Regions from separate parts of the Oncorhynchus mykiss genome. Here region 1 is linked to region 2. A link is a contact called in public Hi-C data. All regions are on one chromosome and are shown on one strand. The core of a region is the stretch at or near the end of the contact, and the rest is flanking DNA. Distances in the headings are between cores, read along the strand shown.

Evidence for each region. Hi-C and Micro-C count contacts between places; a contact is called where the count stands out from the background.
Region 1: a contact with region 2 is called in a Hi-C map of liver, with 2.4 times the contacts expected there. The contact joins the promoter of LOC110489826 here to the enhancer-like site in region 2. A contact is called at or near these places in 2 of 3 Hi-C or Micro-C datasets (blood and liver).

What each region holds. Positions count from the first base shown.
Region 1 is chr15:23,348,977-23,351,888 of USDA_OmykA_1.1, reverse strand. LOC110489826 (decaprenyl-diphosphate synthase subunit 1) reads left to right here and starts at 1,502. Exons shown (of 10, transcript XM_036944087.1): 1 at 1,502-1,695; 2 at 2,867-2,912. The coding sequence starts at 1,543. It overlaps LOC110489828 (protein adenylyltransferase SelO), which reads right to left and starts at 1,481. Exons shown (of 19, transcript XM_036944081.1): 1 at 958-1,481; 2 at 728-843; 3 at 447-575; 4 at 244-308; 5 at 68-124. The coding sequence starts at 1,180.
Region 2 is chr15:23,255,226-23,258,039 of USDA_OmykA_1.1, reverse strand. acbd5a (acyl-CoA-binding domain-containing protein 5A) reads left to right here. Exons shown (of 13, transcript XM_021562751.2): 8 at 677-771; 9 at 939-1,131; 10 at 1,231-1,430; 11 at 1,673-1,726; 12 at 1,869-1,978; 13 at 2,184-2,814. The coding sequence ends at 2,196. Among protein-coding and RNA genes, the nearest start is that of mastl, 8.5 kb to the right of the region's middle. Within about 2 kb of position 1,274, at least 1 of the 11 cell types and tissues checked has an H3K27ac peak or open chromatin away from gene starts, as enhancers often do. A contact at or near this core is called in liver, where this site is marked.

The DNA.
Region 1 (2,912 bases), core at 253-2,752, 94 kb before region 2:
TAGGTCAGGCTAGAAATGTTACACCTGTTGGTCATGGTCTATAAAAATATAAAAGTGTAGATTTGACCTTGAATATGGAGTCTTTCCTGAGCCTTTGAGCTGGAGTTCCCATCTTTCACCCTTTCTGTGAAAGAACACACACAAGATGACTCATGTGTACCCTGCTAGCAAAGCAGGTTGAAATGCTGTCATTACAACCTCAACCTTCTGTGCAGTCATGTATCCATTCCCAGTTCTACTGACCTGCTAGTATATTCACCAAGGAGATGTGCTCGGCCATCTCCTAACTGACCTGCCCAGTAGCCAAACTAAAAGAATAAAGAAAACATCACTAGTATTTAGTCATAAACAAGTAGGTTCTTCAAAGTTCAATGTGGAATTAGGAGGGACTAAGCAATTGATACAGAAAAAAAAGTGATGAAAATGGTATAGAGATGGTACAGTACCTGGTGACCCCCATATCTGTGTGTCAGAGGGCTGGATCCAGAAAAAAGTTTACCACCACTGAAGTACTGTAGGAAATCCTCTGACTGGGACACTGCAACATCTAGACCCAACATTCCCTCAATGACCTCCTGGAAAAACAAAGCTACATTAGAATATGTAGTAGCTCCTTCTATTAAGCTGTTATGACAGTGTTATAACACTTATTCTAGGTTAATTCACATCCATTGTAAACCACATTTCTTGACAATATCTAGTCCCTGGAAGTAATTTGCAAAATTACCTTTGAAACAGCCGCAAGTCTCAGAGGGCCTTTGAGTGGGGTTGGGTCAGACTCTGAAAAAATGCAGTTCTTCACAGAGCGAACAAAGATGCCATCCACTTGGTCAAGGGGGAAGGCTTCTGCAAGAAAAGTCAAACAAAGTTATTTACAAATATGTCTGATCATGCAAATAACTGTCAAAACTTTACTGGGCATTTGGTTGACAAAGAATGCAATTCTGAGGGATTTACCTAATAGCTTTTTACACGATAGTTTGAAGTGGTCCAAATCGTGCAAGTGTTTCTCCACACTCTTGTTGAAGTTGAAAGCATGAATGTAGTGTTGTCGGTCTGACATAGTGTCAGCAGGACCGTGACAGTTTTCAATAGTATCACAATAGTCCATACATGCAGACATGATGATTAGGTTTGCCATACCTAAAAGAACATAGCTTGAGGCACTGTAAATAACCATTATTGCAACTCAAAATTACCTAGCTAGCAAAACTGACAGCTGATTGCTGGCTACAACGTCACCATTAGTTAACTCTCTGATGAGATCCATATGTCATAAGAGACTATCAAGTTTCTCAACTATCTCGCGCATTCCTCTTTTTGCGGCACCTGACCATCACTATCACATAAGACATTAACTTTACAGTGAGACAGTGGCATACTCTCTACTAAAGCAGGTTACAAGACAACAAAACAGGGATTGTTTGTTGCTGTCGAATATTTCCTGATTTCTAAAACGTCATGACGTCAATCAACGTAATTTGAGTTCTTCCGCTTCCGGCGTCATATTGTGTAATATTTTCCAGCTATGTGTGGAGGAACATGGCGATACCGTGGAGGCACTGTTGGAGGTGGACTACAGGCGCTACGAGTACAAGTGTACTAGAAACCATATGCGGTTTTAATGGAAGGTCTGCTACGTTTGCTGCTTTGTCTTTGCGAGGAACGGGGGCCGTCGCTGGCTCGGGAAAGGAGGTAGGTAACGTGCGCCCGTGTCAGTGCCAAGATTTCGCCGGGCGGGAGTGCTGTCAACCCAATCAAGGTCAACCAGTATATAACACAGAATCTGCAAGCTGATCTTATTAATGAGTTGTAGCTTGACTGGTGTAGCTATATTGGGATTTAGTCCAGTTTAGTCCAGTTTATCCCAGTTGTTGTAGCGAACTAAAAACATATATGTTATGAAGGACATTGGTTTTGTATATATAGTTACAGTAAAGATTGTTGCTATATGACAAGATGGTTTGGATTTCTAGCTAGCCATATCTTGCTGGTTTGTTATGCATTCTCAGTTTAGCTAAAGGTCAAGACAATTAATGTCATTGCAGGGCTACACTGTACCAAGCCTTGCACTTGATTTTTCTCACTGGCTTATCTCTTTTATTTCAGAAGGGACACTAGGTTGTTGGGTTGTTGGCCGATGTATGATTAAATCTAATAATATCATGATATTTCACACTGACGATATATCGTCATGGTGAAGACTATACTTTATTCCCCTCAAACTCAGCCAGCTCCACTTTGTTTTTTCGTCATTCCCATCTAACCAGGGACTGATTTAGACCTGGGACACCAGGTGGGTGGAATGAATTATCAGGTAGAACACATAACCAGCAGGTTCTGGACCTCGTAGGGTAAGAGTTGAATAACCCTGCTCAATTTGAAATTCACAAATAAACAATGTGCAGTTTTAGAAGTTAGACTGTATCAAATATGTTGAAAATGAAGTGAATGACCTAAGCCTTGTTTTTTTTGGGCCATACTAAGATTATTTAATAAGAACGCGACTGCAGTTTGTTTGCTTATTTACGATATAATAAAGTCTGGATTTATCTAGTCATTAACGGAGCAAAACGATTATATCGGATATTGCAACATTTGGAGTAGCTTATCATAGAGGTCTCCCCAAATATCACCCAATCCTACCATGTTGTTACTAGACAGAACTGTCAGTGGGTAGCCTACATTGCTTGGTCAAGAGTATGTGGTTCATAGCCTAGAATAACCTAAACTAGGCTACCTCACAATGACATCATGTAAGTAACTTGAGGAAAAGTTGTCAAATGCCCACCTGACTAAATGATTGGCTACATATGCTTAAGTTGTTGTGCTCAGGTTATTCATATGTGACATTAATTTATTTCAGAGACTATCCTCCAGGCCTGAAGACACAACCTCAATAGGCAACTATA
Region 2 (2,814 bases), core at 25-2,524:
TGATGCTGGTCAGGCGTGCGGGTGCAGGCAGCGAACGGTTGAAAAGCATGCATTTGGTTTTACTAGCGTTTAAGAGCAGTTGGAGGCCACGGAAGGAGTGCTGTATGGCATTGAAGCTGGTTTGGAGGTTAGATAGCACAGTGTCCAAGGACGGGCCGGAAGTATATAGAATGGTGTCGTCTGCGTAGAGGTGGATCAGGGAATCGCCCGCAGCATGAGAAACATCATTGATATATACAGAGAAAAGAGTCGGCCCGAGAATTGAACCCTGTGGCACCCCCATAGAGACTGCCAGAGGACCGGACAGCATGCCCTCCGATTTGACACACTGAACTCTGTCTGCAAAGTAATTGGTGAACCAGGCAAGGCAGTCATCCGATCTGATGGATTGCCATTACATTATGCTCCTAAAAGCTGGTCTATGGTCAGTTGTGTTTCTATTACTTTCACCTCTCACCAACTCATTACATCAAATTAGTGATCACCTTGAGAAAGGATGTATTTGGAATGTGGAACACACAATATGATGCGAATGGAGCACAGATCTCTGCAATGATTGCATTTGTGTTGCTTCTTAATCAGTCCTGCTAGCACAAACTTCTCTCTGAGGGAAGGTTCCCATATGTCTATGAATCTGACCTGACCTGTATGGGACGGGGTACTATTTGTTCCATAGATCTCGATGTGGATGTATTCAGGCCCTATCGCGCGGCCAGTGACTCAGACAGCGAGGTCTACTGCGACTCCATGGACCAGTTTGGCCTGGAAGAGGTAAGAAGCGAAGGGGACACCTAGTCAATTACACAACTGAATGTATTCAACCGAAATGTGTCTTCCCGCATTTAACCCAACTCCTCTGAATCAGAGGGCACAAGCACAGTGTACAGACAAGTACACAGAGCATTTCCAAATCCTCATGTATGTGTGTTTTGGTCCAGGGCTCTGAGGCACAAACTGACCGCTGTCTGGAGCTGGATGAGGAGCATGGGGAAAAGGGGGAGAGTAGTGGAGGGGCCAGTGTGGCGGGCATCCAGTGTGGCGCGGAGGATGGGGAGACTTGTGGAGGGGCCTCTCAGAGACAAAGACTGAATGCAGGCAGGCCCAATAGCTCCCTGGTCAGGAGAGAACGAGGTAAGGTGTGTGTGTGTTTAGGCCCTGTCTTACTTCTCTGTTTACCTACAAGTGTATGTCAGTGTTTACGCCTCTATTCCGTGTCTGCGTGTGTTATAGGTTCTAGGTCTTCAGGGCACAGTCCAGGTGCCCAGAAGCCCTTGCAGGGTAGCGGGGGGGACGGGGAGCGGTGGGGGGGCGCGGGGACACCAGGAGGCAGTCTGAATGAGCAGATTGTAGTGGCGCTGGCCAGACTGCAGGAAGACATGCAACGTGTCCTGGAGAGACTGCACACACTGGAGGCCCTCACTGCATCCCAGGTCAGAGACCCACATTTAGCAATTGAAGTATATTACATAGCCTGTTGATAGTGACGGCTGTGGAAAGGGTATCTAATAGCAAACCTGCAGTTATGCAGTACCTAAACACCTCAATATTTTGTATTCATTCTTAATACTTCAGGATTTTGGATCATGACTTTAAGATGGACTGTAACTATTTAGGTATGTTATAAGTACTAATTTGTTTTGTACCTTCTCTCTTCTCTCTACATGTTCTCTAGGCAAGGTCATCGGCTCAACCATACCCACCATCACCCCTGGCAAAGAATAGTAAGGTACGGTGCGCTGCCTTTACTCTCTGTCAATATTTAATTTGGACTCACATCGTCATAGACTAAAGATGCCCTTTGTACCTTTGGTTTTAGGGATGTTGTGACCTTCAGTTTGATCACTTTTTATTTATCCTCTGTCCTCTAGAAACCATCCTGGTGGCCTTTCGACGTGTCTCCCAGCACTGTAGCCTTTGCTGTTGTGTGGCCATTTTTGGTGCAGTGGCTTATCCGCCAATATCTTCAACGTAGGAGAAGGTAATTGTATAGCCAGATGGGGATATTCAAAAATAACTAAGTCAATTGTATTTTTTGTGTAAATTGAGACATTTGTTTACATTCATCCATTCATGATTCTGCCTCTGATACTCTCTATATGTGGATACTGTAGCTCTATCAAAATAATCTATTGTTTGATAGAGGCTTGTACTTAGTAAGAATGTTTTCTTGTCCCCACTATCAGACGAATCAATTGAAAAATCTCCCAGCCCAAATACACAAAGTGACGAGGAGAAGATTCTCAGCAGTCTGGTTTGTTCCGTCACCTCCCTTATGCTTTCCCCCACACCTCTGTAACTCTAGCTTTTGCGCTATGAAGATTGCACTCGGAGTAGTGAGTGGTGGAAGCCTCGCAAGCCACTAGCACTAGAATTGAAATCAAAGAGAAATGTGAATGTATTGAACCACAGCTTGTAATCGTGCAAGCTTTTTTTGAGATGATAGGCTACAATTACTTTACTACATTAGTAATTATTTTGCTCTCAAGAAATTACTAGGATTTAACTTGGGAGGGGAAAGTTGTTTGTGTATTTTGATTATGGCATTGTTCGTTGATAGATCACAGTAGTTTATTTTATTGCAAGTATGCCGAACATCTTATGGGCATTATAAGAACTATCTTATCTAACTTGTCCTGCAAATGCCTGCCATGGACATAATGCAATATATCATAATAGTTTCTTAGGCAATGCTGCTAATATATCGTGATAACTGTTGGTAGATAATGATGTATTCTTTGAAAGGTACATTTAATTCTGAAAATGTATTATTTCTAATAACATGAAATGAAAATTAAGGCTTTGTCTTTGGTTAAC